Linked DNA regions of Mus musculus: all the other regions are linked to region 1. Evidence: chromatin contacts called from public Hi-C and promoter capture Hi-C data. All regions are on one chromosome and are shown on one strand. Each heading gives the region's core, a stretch centred on a gene start, on an enhancer-like site or on the middle of the called end of the contact. The rest is flanking DNA. Distances are from core to core; before and after follow the strand shown. Region 1 holds the start of Nudt16 (nudix (nucleoside diphosphate linked moiety X)-type motif 16). Region 2 holds the start of Abhd14a (abhydrolase domain containing 14A). Region 3 holds the start of Parp3 (poly (ADP-ribose) polymerase family, member 3).

Region 1 (4,405 bases), core at 1,739-4,238:
CCCCTCTGTCAGTGTGACACAACAATGCTGGATGCTTACCTTGACACCATATGTAGCCCCCTCTGTCGATGTGACACACCTATGCCGGTTGCTGATCTTGATTGTCCCGCTAAGGTAGTGCTGGTTGATTTCACCCCCAAGCTACAAAGTTGCACTGTGGTTTTCTTCTTTTTGTACTGTTTACTCTTCGGAAGGAAGTTACTATGGAGCTCTGCTCTGCTGGAGGACAAAATAGCTGCTGAAATGATCTCTAAGTCTTCCAAGTGGAGGACCCTTTGCCGACCCTCAGCAGCTCATTCTGCATGTATCTGCATTCTAATATCAGGACAGGTATTTATTTTCTACTTTACATCATAAATAAATGAATAAACCAAAAGTAAAACCACGTTTGTTCTTCTGTTCCTCAAACTGGTTTTTGTTTTGAAAACTCAGCAGTGGCCTGTGGCTTTCTGTCTCAGAACAGTGCAGGGGTTCTCTTTTATTTGGGGGATTCTTTTTTTTTTTCTCTTTGAGGGAGGGCGTAAGGGTGGGATTGAGTTTCTTTCCTGACATCATAAGATGGTTGATGTTCACTGTATTTCACTGGGGATCTTTCTGGCTCTTCAGTGGAAGTTTTCTAAGGAGCATTGGTTTCTTTTGTTGGGCTATGATGTTATAAGCAAGTCCTGGACCCTAACTGAGTTGTTATCATCAGGCATCATGGGCTCTGTGGGCCTCTCAACTGACAGAGCAACGACAACAAGAACAAAAAAGTAAGGGGTTTATTAATCCTTGATGTAGGCATTCCCAATGCTGCTTTATGTAGATGCCTGTAGGGTTATATAGGCCAACTCAAACTCATATTAAGCTCATCCTGTTACTACAGAAAGTATAATAATTCTCTTCATTTGGAGGTGGCCCTTTTTAGTTATTATAGATTGGACCAAGATTTACAGTTTGTTTTATAAGAGTGGTAGTAATCATAGGTCTGATGTATACAATCCTGAACACCATATTTCTTATCACTCTGTTTGCATGAGGCTCTGTGTTAACTCTGTACAATACTGTAGCCCCGAGATAAGTCTGGTTTCTTTATAAATAAGGGGGGGGGCGCATGTAATTTGTTCGGGCTCCCTCACATCGGTCATGGTGGCTTTTCAAATGGTGTGTCTTTAAAAGCCAGGTTGGGAAGATGTCCTAGTCTATACATTCTCTGCCTTACAAGCATGAAGGTCTGAGTCTGGATCCTTAGCACCCCCACAAAAGCCAAGCATAGTGGGCGTGCCTGTAACTCTAGCACTGGGAGAAGGGGAGACGGGGGATCCCCAGAGTTTACTGACCAGATATTGTAGACCGTTAGTGAGCTCAGTGCATTAGTCACTTTCAAAAAATAAGGGGGGCTGGCAGTAGAGAGAGACACCCAGAGACACTCAGAATTGACCTCTGGCCTCCACACACATGTGAACATGAGCCTACGTGTCTTTTGAACACACATACATTTGTACATGCACATACACTGCACACATCCAGAAAACAAAACAAAAGAACCACCGTGTCCTCTTACTACCACCAGGAATTTTTTCTTGAAATTGGCCTGGGGTGGGGCTCTGGAATTGGAAGATATGAAGGGTTTTATAAGCTTCTTTCTTCTTCTTCTTCTTCTTCTTCTTCTTCTTCTTCTTCTTCTTCTTCTTCTTCTTCTTCTTCTCTTCTTCCTCTTCCTCCTCCTCCTCCTCCTCCTTCTCCTTCTTGTTGCCAGGTGATAATGTTTGACCAGGATGATTTGCCTGTCCCTTGGATGTTATCTGAGTAATGGCATCTGTATCGCACCTAACTCACCATGATGTGACTGCCTCAGTCAATGGCATCTCTGCCCTGCGACTCAGGGGACTGAGGCAAGATGTCCACAGGCTTTTCCTGATGGTGCCCTTATTCTTAGGATGCTGGCCTCAATCTTTGACATAAGACACAGCATCGAACCTCCACCCTCGAATCCAAGAATGGCTGCATTTACCATATGTCTGGCTCTGAGGAGAATTTTACTCCCATACTACGCTGGTTCCACCTCCACTAACAGGTCCTTAACTGGGAACCTGAGAGGGTTGAGTGGCTTCTACTAAAGTCACAAGCCTGTATCTGGGTGAGTTCTGAGCTCTACAACAAACTTTCAAGTCCAGGCTGTGACCTGAAGTCAGATCTTCTTTGAGTGTCACCTCTTCCCTTCCTTAAATACATACAGGTTCTTGATATATGGACTCAACTTCAGGTGGGGCAGCCTAGCTGAGGTGAAGGATCCTGAATGCCAGGATCTCAGCATTAGGCATTGAGTGTCCCCCATCTCTTTCCTATTTTTCTTCACAATTTAAAGTTCTGAGGGTATTTTAATTTACTCCTAGTGTGGTGGTGGTGGGGTGTCCTGTCTGACTCCTCCCCACTCTTTTCTGTGCTTTATTTCCTCAGCCAGCCACCCCTCCCCAATCTTACTGTGTGACCTGTGACATTTCCATGTCATTTTCCATGTACCAGGCGCCACATCACTACCCAGAGCCCACAGCCAATGCAGTTGGTTGTTGTAACCACATCCATTGGCCACTCCCCTTCCCCAAATGTGTTAGCTCTGTCCCTGTGCCCTCTTATAATCAGTCAATCCCCACATTTCCACCACTCAAGACTTGTTACACCCACCTCTCCTTTCCCCCATCACGCTAGGCTAGGAATAAGTTCTGAAGCCAGACTACCTTCCTCCCATCCCTAGACTCTTTGTTATGAACGGACCAACCCAGAACCGTTTTCTAAAAAATACGTTGTCCTTTGCACTGGCAGAACTCCTGCGTAAATTCTAACTCAGGTTCCAAAACACCTCCGGCCTGAGCCTGACCTTACCAAGCCTTCAGCCCCACCCTAGCCTAAGGGCCAATCCAGGGTGTCTTCGGAGCTCCTGAGAGACCCATCCTGATTGGCTGATGCGGAGTCTCGCAAAGCTCCGCCCCGAGGCGCTGGCCTCTGCAAGAACCCGGAAGTGCGAGCCTCGAGATGGAGGGGCATCGGAAAGTGGAGCTCAGCGAGGCCCTGGCGCTCGGGCCGGACTGGCGCCACGCCTGCCATGCGCTGCTCTACGCGCCCGACCCCCGCAAGCTGTTCGGCCGCATCCCGATGCGCTTCGCCGTGCTGGTGAGGACGCGTCATGCACGGCCGCTCCCCCGCCCCAGGGCTCGCGAGCCCGGGCCAACCATCATACCCTCCTCCCCCAGATGCAGATGCGCTTTGACGGGCGCCTGGGCTTCCCTGGCGGCTTCGTGGACGCGCAGGACAGCTGCCTGGAGGACGGGCTGAACCGGGAACTGCGCGAGGAGCTGGGCGAAGCGATGTCTGCCTTCCGCGTTGAACGCTCTGACTACCGCAGCTCACACATCGCGGCCAGACCGCGCGTGGTGGCCCACTTCTATGCCAAGCGCCTGACTCTGGAACAGCTGCAGGCTGTGGAAGCCAGGGCACCTCAAGCCAAGGACCATGGGCTGGAGGTGGGACCAGCCTGGGATCCACTCCAGCTCCAGTCTGTCCTCCCCCAATCCCCTTACCGAGAAAAGCCACTGGGTGGAGGAGATTTTGACCCTCCGACTTTGAATTCTTTCAAGTGGCATGAACTAGTTGGGATCTTGGTCATCTCCAGGCTAGATAATACCACCTACTCGGCCACCTTTAGCGGCCCCTGCAGAGAGCTTTTTAGAACACACATCCAAAGGTCTCTCCAGCTCTATGCTAGTGCACATGATACCCTAAGCTCTTGACTTTGGGTTCATATTTCCCTTAAGCAGACAGTGAGTCTAATGCTAGGGACGCCTGTGTGTAGAGGTGACCCTGAACCTGGGAGTGAGAGCGCTATTAAAACTGATTAGTGCGCACACTTTGACAGTGTTTAGACTGAACAGTCCATTGGAATCACTTGAGTTGGGTAAGGATGTCAGAGGAATACTTGGGTATTTGCATTTTTCTTGAGCACCCAAGTGCTACCTATACAGTGGTGTGAGTTCTGAGTTTTGAAATACTGCTACAGCCAGGCATGCCTCCTGGAGGCCGTCGCCAGTAAGGGTGAGGAAAAGGATGGAGAAGGATTGGCACGGATGGAGCTTGGAACCCAGCGTGGCTCACTTGTCCACAGAGTTTGGCTCTCTAAGCTCTCCTGAGGTGTGATTATTAGGCCCGGTTCTGCTTGGCTCTTCTCTGGAGAGTTCTGTTCCAAGGTAGATAAGGTAATGTGTTGAGGTTCTTGAGGTCCCACTTGTCCGATGTCTCCTTTTCATAGGTGCTGGGCCTGGTGCGGGTACCCCTGTACGTCCTCCGTGATGGTGAGGGAGGCCTGCCTGCCTTTCTGGAGAATTCCTTCATTGGAGCTGCCCGAGAGCAGCTACTAGAAGCCCTTCAGGAC
Region 2 (3,976 bases), core at 197-2,696, 1.3 Mb before region 1:
GCCCTGATTAGCCTCATCTAAACCAGCACTAGCGTACTGTGGGTGAACTAGTAATACAGGCAGGAGATCAAGTTTGTTTGGGACGAAGGCCCTTTTTCCAGAAGCAGAAACACATGCACCGGTCAGCAAGGACTTTGGAGTTCCTGACTGCCAGGGACGCGGGGTGCTCAGCGCGCTAGCCGCTGGAGCCCAACCAGTTGACGCTGCGGTCACCCGCGCTGCCAAGGCTCCCCGGCTCACTGGCCACAGTTCCAGAACCCTGAGTCTGTCTGGAGGAAGCAAGGGAAGGAGGGGTAGCCTGGAGAGGGAAGGAGAGGTGACCTGGAGAGCCGAGATGAGAAGCCTGGGGGCAGGTGGGTTCTGAGTGGAGACGCCAAGAGAGGGAGTCGAGAGTACAGGAAATGTGCGTGGTACCTGGAAATGTGCGTGGTCTTCCGCAGGAGAATGGCGTGTGCTATTGACGGGTGGGGAGAGAAGTAGGAAAGGGGTGGGGACAGGAGGTGGGGACAGGCCTAGGCGTTCCAGGCGCCCTCTCTTGGTCACAAGCTGCCACTAGGCTCGTCTGCACCTTAACCCTTCGTTCTTTGATCAAACTTGTTTTCCCAAGCCCACCTCCACCCCATGTGCACCAAAAACAGGGTTGAAGATCTCGAAACAGTCAGCGAACTGCATCCTCATTGATCTGCTCCACAGATCATTTCCACACAGAAATGGCTTGACTTAACGGGCGAAATATTTCTGGTATCTTTGCTGTTTTCCCCAACCCCCAACCTCCCATCCCATCCCATCCCTCACCCTGAGTCAGGACAGTACATGACGAGTTGTACACCTGTCATAAAGCTGACATGCTACATATCTGAGTGGAAGGCTCCGCCAAAGTTCGGCCAGGTGACATCGGAGTGTGTTCTGAGCCTGTAGAATGAATCCGGTTAATGCCAACTTTGGCGAGGTACCAAATGAGTAGTGAATCTTTTGCACCCTTCCTGGCCTCCCTGCCCCAAAGTCTGGTTGCAACACAGAGGCCTGAACCTGGGACAGACCAGACGTTGATCACAGGTTGCCAACCAAAAATAAATGTCCTGAGCAGACCAGACTTAGAAGACACCTTAAGCTCTGACCCGTCTGGGGAATGGGGCGAGTAAAGAAAATGCTTGGGCAGAAGTCTGGAGCTGCTGCATCATCTGGCATTAACGCTAGGAGAGCTTGGTGCCAAGAACTCTTCTGAGACCTGACCTGTCCTTAAGTTCCATGACATCCTTACACAGCGTGTCTTTCCTAAACCCCATTTTGCAAACAAACCTGCGGAAATTGATGAACCGGGTGACTTTCCACAGGCTCTCAGGCCAATAACAATTCCTAAAATCTGGGCTGAGAGGGGCGGGCCTCGGTGCTTTAGGGCACCGCCCCACGTTCTTCCCTGGTAACCAGGCTTGGCCTGCAGCTGCGTACTGCGCAAGCGCGCCTGGGTGGCTGGACTTTAGCCGTCTGGTTACCAAGGAGGCTGTACCACAGCCGCTAGGCTGTTTGGCAGTTGGTTCCGCCTAGGCCGGGCCCCGCCTCACCGGAGCCTTTCTGGTCACTCCTGTCCACGCGGTGAGTGTCCCCAGAGAAGGAGGCCCTCAGGTTGTCCCCGGATCAGCCATCCTTGTCCCTGCCGCTTGGGGCAGAGTCCTTTGGAAGGCGCAAGCGCGGGGCAACACGTGTACAGTTTTCCTGTGCCCCTGGGCACGCGAGTGTCTGTGTGTTTTGGAAGGTCTGGGTATAAGTGCTTCTCTTCGCATTGGCGGCGGGGGGCTGGGATAGCGGGGGCTGGGGTAGTGTTTTCCGGTCTGCATGCCTGCTTGCATGTCTCTTCTGTGTTTATCTCTGCATCTGACTGTGTGTATTTCCGAAGGTTTGTGTGTGTCCTTCAGTTGGTGCGTTTCTTTCCCCGCCTGCCCCGCAGGTCCTTGTTTGCTAGTAGTTTGTTTTCCCCTAGGTCTTTTTTCTTAAAACATTTATATTGGTGGTGGCACATAAGGAGGTCAAGTCCAGACTTGCTGGAGTCCATTCATCCTTCCACTACTGTGAATTAATTCCAAGGATAAAAGTCAGATCGTCAGGCTTGCAGCAGGTGCCCTTCACCTGTAACTCTTGCCCTTTTAGTATTTCATTTATTTCGGGGGATGTGTATGGAGCTCAAAGGGCAGTTTTGGGAATTGTTTCTTTGCTTTCACCCTATGGGTCCTGAATTTCCAACTTCCATACCTGTGTGTGGGTTGTTTTTTGTTTTTTTTTTTTTTTTCTCCGAGACTGTGTCTATGTGACCCTGGCTGACCTGGAACTGCCTATGTAGACCAAGCTGGCTTCAAATTCATGGAGATCCTCCTGCCTCTGGCTCCTGAGTACTGTGATTAAAGCCATTGAAGCCATGGGCCACCTGCCTGACTTCCATATGGTTTTGAAATCCTATGTGTCCATCCTGATAACAAAAACCTTATTTTGGGTCACAGAATAATGTCCTGTGACAAAATATTTCCTGGGGAGAGAAAACACACATCTACTTATCCCAGATAGGGAGCCCATGACAGTCCACAGTACGGATACCACCAAAGTCCAACTTGGTGAACCAATGATTTTTATTGGGGTTACTTACAGAAATACAGATAAGGGATTACTTATGGGAGCAGAAAGGACTCAAAGACAGCTATGTCACCAAAGCCCGAAACAGGGGTGACAGTTCACAAAACGTGGACACACCGCACAGCCAGCAGGCAGCTCTCCTGGTTGGGGAGTGTCTTTCCCAAGTGCCTCAGCTGGTGTGAACCTATTGTAGGCAGCTCGGCTGGTTTCTGCTTCTTTGGGGAGCTGGCGTGCTCTCGGAGGAGGCTTCTTTGCAGCTTAGCTTTATGTGGTGGGAGAGGGGTTCTCTCTCAGCTTTTGTGGTTTACTCTGGCAGGGAGGGCTCTAGTGAATCTGATCAGTTTCAGGGGAGTTCTTGAAGCTGATTTCTGGCTGTTCACCTCCCTGCTTAAGGAGCTCCTCTGCAGCATGAAATATTTTGACTTTGGAAGAGACTGTTAACGCACCCATGTATGGGATTTATGGGTGTTAGTGTACAAGTGTGACTGCATAAACCAAATGGGTGTGCAAAGAGGCTATGGTACATTTAGGGGATAGCTTCTTGAAAAGTGTGTGGAAGCCAGGCTCTTGTGTCTGTTATGAGTGTGTGCACACTGTGTGCTGTGGAAGAGGGGCATTTCGGTAACCAGAGCAAGCACAGTTTACCTCCAACCTCTTCCACCCGCAGTGCAGTCTGCATCAGAACCCCTACAGTTGTCTAGTCTTGGGCACCCAAGTTGCCATGGCAACGAGTGAAACCCCACCCCTTGACCCTGAAAGAAGGATGGGACACTAAGAGTGGTCCATCCGGATGTTCCGCCTCTTGGGAAAGCTGCACTGGAGACAGGCAGCCTTGGCTGCTCCAGGTTAGGAGGAAGAGTGTGCTCTTTCTGCACCCGGCTCCTGATTTTCTATCAGCACTGGAAGATCTGCTGAAGCCCACGCACAGCCTGACTTCGGAGCTAGGGAGTGAGGCCTGCAGAAGAGTTCCACAGAGGTGGGTGTGGCCCCAGGTGGGCCCCAGCTCCTAGCCCTACCCCACACACTTTGTTTACACTCAGTAAAGATGCACCCAGAATCCCAGAGTAAGACAAGCACGGTCGTCTCAGGCCCAGCAAATGATGACGGGGACACCCCATCTCCAACAGCTTAGGTGGAGTGTATTGTGTAAATCTCCCAAGAAGCTTGGGCAGGTACCACCAGGAAGTTATCCCAAGTTACAGAACTCAGCTCAAGGCAGAGGGGAATTCTCCAACCAGGACCTCCTGCCCTCTGGGCTGACAAAGCCTTCTCCTCCCTCCTGGAGGAGTCCATGAAGAGGTCATTTGGCAGAAGTGGGGTGGAGGGGTAGGGAATATTCTTCTCTCTGGCTTTC
Region 3 (4,336 bases), core at 567-3,066, 1.3 Mb before region 1:
CCCATGGGCATCAGCATGTACACACACACACATAAATAAATAAATAAATAAATAAATAAATACCCAAAGTGTTTAGCACAGGTCCTGGAGGCAGAAGCAGGCAATGTCTTTGAGGTTAAGGCCAGCCTGATCTATACAGGTTGTTCCAGGACAGCCATGGCTACGTGGAAAAACCTTGCCAAAAAAAAAAAAAAAAAGCTGAGCAAATTAAGGCACCACATATTCACTTTTAGAAGCAGAACTGATAGCCAGGTCTGTAATCCTGGCACTCGGGAGGCAGAAGCAGGCAGATCTCTTAAGTTCACGGCTACCCTGGCCTGTACCTATCACCTGCCGGTTTATCCTTTCTTCCTTCCACCCTGGCACACTAATACCCCAGATTTGTCTCTGGTCCCTGAACCTCTTCCCTACCGCTCCAGGACACTCCTCGTCTCTCCAGGCTCAACTTTTTAAAAGGCTTCTTCTGTTCTCACAACACATGTCTCCAAGATACACACCTGCAGACACTGACACGGCCTCTCTCCACTTGCCTGCTCACCCGTGTTCGCAACAGTGAAACAAGACCCTAATGTTAGGAAGGCTACATATGTGACAGTACAAAGCTGAAGCCTAGGATCATTCGAACCCAGGAGATCAAGGCCACCTTGGGCAAAACAACAGAGACCTCATCTCAAAAAGGTGCCCAAGGACACCAGTCGTTGTGGTACTGTGTGAAGATGGAATTAAGAACAGGAGGATGTGTTCTGTACCGTTCTCTCCTTGCCTCTCAATCAATCCAGACCTGTGCCTGCCTCCATGTCATAAAGCGAAAAAAGGTCCCAAGCTCTCCCTCCCACAGGAGCCCAGCGTCTTCCCCATAGACACATCAGAGATAAACGACGATATCTCACTGCCGGAAACTGGAGGGTAGACCCAGGATCTCGAGCCAAACACCCAGCTCTGTTGCCAGTCGCACTGAGTCTTCTAGTCACCACGAGCCTCCGTTTATCCTTCCTCCCGGTAAAAACTCACCTCTCGCTCTCAGAATCGCTGGAAATCTCTTCATTCATTTTGCCGCCACCCTTGGACTTGCCCCTGTCCGCAGCAGAGTCTACCTGGAAATCAAACGATCCTCTCTTGGTCACGAGGCCCAGGACTGAGAGAGGCAAGTAGCACCTGGCCCTGGCCAAGTAGAAGGTTTCCCAGGATTTGGTGGATAGAAGAAAAGAGATGTAGGCTTCCTTCTGACGGAGCCCTTGGCAAAGATACTTGCCCCGATGGGGGCCCTGGGATGGAACGATGGCTCTCCCAGGAGCTAGATCGGTCGCGCCCAAGAGTACACCATGCTCACCTTTCGCCGCCGCTTGCCGGCCACCGGAGCCGCCCCGGGCCCGGGAGCTGGCTTTGCCCGCTTACGAGTTGCCACGGCGGTCGACATACTGTTCAAGGTGCCGCTACCCCGAAGAACTCACATGGCTGCTAAACCCCAGCCGCATGGCAAGACCCGGAGCCCTGATAGGTTCCCACGGCGCAGCGGGCCCCACCTTCCGCAGCTCCATTGGGCCCTTGAGAAGATCCTGCCACGCCCCCAAACGTCTATTGGACCGACGCAGCTGGACACGCCTTCAAGAGCTCCTATAGGCTCCGGCGCCAGCCTGGAGTAGGAAGCAAGTCTCTCTTGCGATTTCCGGCCTGGGCCTGTGGCGCTTGCGCTCTGCTAACGCCTGACTAGCAGGGAGGGGTGGGGCCAGGAGGGCATGCGGTGCTTGCGTCTTATGGCCACAAGGTGGAGCCAGAGGTGCGGGGTTCTGTGATTTTTCCGCTGGAACAGCGATTGAAGCTAATACAACCAGACTCTAAAACTTAAGGAATGGAATTCAGGCAGCTCTGGAGAGGAGACAGCATCCGAACCCAGAGCCAAAATCACCGGGCAAATAATGGATATATGCTGTATGTGCCTAGTCAAAGCTGCATGAGGGGCCAGTCAGTCCGAGCGGCTTTGGATACGTCTACATTACTGTCATTTCATCTCTGGGACTGGCCACCAACCTCAGCCTACCCAGCCTCTGACTCACCCCACTAGCGGCCAAAAGCTGGAATTCTACACCACCCCCAAGCTCTTTCCCCTCCTCACGTGATTGCTGGGAAATCCCTACCAAAAACTAGCTGAAGGCTCACGAAGGGTCGCTAGATGGGATCCCAGACTTGGAACTTGTTTCTTAGGAGGCACATTCAGCATTCCTGATACCGGGCTGGATAACAGCCACCTCTTCCAGGGTCCTGTTTCATTTGGGTGAGTGTCCTTTGGCCCTGCCCTAGAGTCCTCTGCAGGGCAGGGAAGGGTGAGGTTAAAGTGGCTCTTGCTCTCTCTGGCACTTGAAAGCCTGAAACTTTGGCTGGCACCCCAGAACTCAGGACTGTTAGCAAAAGGCTACACCACTTGGTCCTAAGCTCTAGAGAGGTAGATCCAGCTGCAGAAGGGCAACTTATAGGGTCCTTCCCCTGTAGCTCAGATGATTCAGCCCAGCAACCTAGCCAGATGACTGACAGGAGGAGGAAATGTTCTAGAAGGGGAAGGGCCCCAGCGTGGGTGGGGTGAGCCGGCTTTCACTTTTTCTGCTGCCTCGGGGAACACCTCGAGCCAACTGCTTCCTAACTCCAGGGTGGGCAGAACTGACGGGCTCTAAGCTTCTGCATCTCTGAGGTACAAAGTGCAGGTTTGGAGATGGGGATATGTAAACCAAGGAGTAGGAGGCCAGCCTCCTAAAGGGCAAATCTGAACGCTCCCTACCTCTTGCCCCAGGAGAACCATGGCTCCAAAACGAAAGGCCTCTGTGCAGACTGAGGGCTCCAAGAAGCGGCGACAAGGGACAGAGGAGGAGGACAGCTTCCGGTCCACTGCCGAGGCTCTCAGAGCAGCACCTGCTGATAATCGGGTCATCCGTGTGGACCCCTCATGTCCATTCAGCCGGAACCCCGGGATACAGGTGAGCTGAAGCCATGTTCAGACCGCAGCCTTTTTGTTTGTTTGTTTTTGTTTGCTTGTTTTGTTGTGTTGTTGTTTTTCAAGACAGGGTTTCTCTGTATGGCCCTGGCTGTCCTGGAACTCATTTTGTAGACCAGGCTGGCCTCTGGCCTCGAATTCAGAAATCCGCCTGTCTCTGTCTCCCAAGTGCTGGGATTAAAGGCGTGGGCCACCACCGCCTGGCAGACCACAGCCTTCTTTCTCCTCCTTGGGTTCTCTGTTCTAGCCAGGGATTGCGTACCTGTCTTCTGAAGACTGCCAAGGTGGGCTGTTATTCCATTGGGTCAAGGTGTACCATGTCTGACCATCAGACACTAGGGTGCATCACACTCAAGGAAGGGGCCTGACTCAATTTCCCCCGGGACCCTCTTCCGTGTTCCCTCAAACTGAGCCCTCAGGGCAGAGCCAGGTCTTTTTTCAGATTCCCCCACCCAGGAAGCAGCTGCATCCTCTCCAAATTCCCAAGCCCACAGCAGGGCTTCATCACATCCAGTCAGACTGTGACCCTGCCCCCCAAGGGCAGAGACACCCAAGTGCCAAAGACAAGGCCCCCCCCATGATGTTCCCTGGTGTACACACCCAGCCCACGCCCCACGGACTCACCCTACACAGGTCCACGAGGACTATGACTGTACCCTGAACCAGACCAACATCGGCAACAACAACAACAAGTTCTATATTATCCAACTGCTGGAGGAGGGTAGTCGCTTCTTCTGCTGGAATCGCTGGGGCCGCGTGGTGAGCGAGCCATCGCCCGGGCTGCCCTCCCCCATCCCCCCTCCCCCCCTTGGGCATCCAAAGAGCTGGCTTCGTCTGCAGCTGTTTGGAGGGCCCAGCCCAGAGACCAGCAAATCTTGCTGGTGGACACACCCCTGAAAGTTGTCCCTTGCAGGGAGAGGTGGGCCAGAGCAAGATGAACCACTTCACCTGCCTGGAAGATGCAAAGAAGGACTTTAAGAAGAAATTTTGGGAGAAGACTAAAAACAAATGGGAGGAGCGGGACCGTTTTGTGGCCCAGCCCAACAAGTACACACTTATAGAAGTCCAGGGAGAAGCAGAGAGCCAAGAGGCTGTAGTGAAGGTGATGGGGCAGCAGGGGGCAGCAGGGGGTAGAGGGGAGGGACTGCCTGCCAGCCCATCCTCCAGTCCCATCCTCCCTCTCTGGTCTCAGCCGAGGCCCTGCTCCCTGTGTGGGCATTCTGCCTAATGGCTGCTGCCCGAGCAGGCCTTATCTCCCCAGGTGTACAGCGGCCCTGTGAGGACCGTGGTCAAGCCCTGCTCCCTAGACCCTGCCACCCAGAACCTTATCACCAACATCTTCAGCAAAGAGAT

Evidence for each region. Hi-C and Micro-C count contacts between places; a contact is called where the count stands out from the background. Capture Hi-C pulls out chosen DNA fragments and counts their contacts.
Region 2: a promoter capture Hi-C map of liver shows a contact between it and region 1, with 3 times the contacts expected there. The contact joins the promoter of Abhd14a here to the promoter of Nudt16 in region 1. A contact is called at or near these places in 1 of 39 promoter capture datasets (pre-B cells) and 1 of 9 other capture datasets (liver).
Region 3: a contact with region 1 is called in a Hi-C map of uterus. The contact joins the promoter of Parp3 here to the promoter of Nudt16 in region 1. A contact is called at or near these places in 2 of 39 promoter capture datasets (liver and pre-B cells) and 1 of 484 Hi-C or Micro-C datasets (uterus).

The regions. Positions count from the first base shown.
Region 1 is chr9:105,130,388-105,134,792 of GRCm38.p6, reverse strand. Nudt16 (nudix (nucleoside diphosphate linked moiety X)-type motif 16) reads left to right here and starts at 2,988. Exons shown (of 3, transcript NM_029385.2): 1 at 2,988-3,150; 2 at 3,231-3,500; 3 at 4,283-4,405. The coding sequence starts at 3,013.
Region 2 is chr9:106,445,148-106,449,123 of GRCm38.p6, reverse strand. Abhd14a (abhydrolase domain containing 14A) reads left to right here and starts at 1,446. Exons shown (of 6, transcript NM_001110271.2): 1 at 1,446-1,593; 2 at 3,290-3,598. It overlaps Abhd14b (abhydrolase domain containing 14b), which reads right to left and starts at 484. Exons shown (of 4, transcript NM_029631.3): 1 at 415-484.
Region 3 is chr9:106,474,429-106,478,764 of GRCm38.p6, reverse strand. It overlaps Parp3 (poly (ADP-ribose) polymerase family, member 3), which reads left to right and starts at 1,816. Exons shown (of 11, transcript NM_145619.3): 1 at 1,816-2,272; 2 at 2,783-2,966; 3 at 3,617-3,742; 4 at 3,897-4,085; 5 at 4,245-4,336. The coding sequence starts at 2,790. It overlaps Rrp9 (RRP9, small subunit (SSU) processome component, homolog (yeast)), which reads right to left and starts at 1,456. Exons shown (of 15, transcript NM_145620.4): 1 at 1,331-1,456; 2 at 1,012-1,094. The coding sequence starts at 1,417.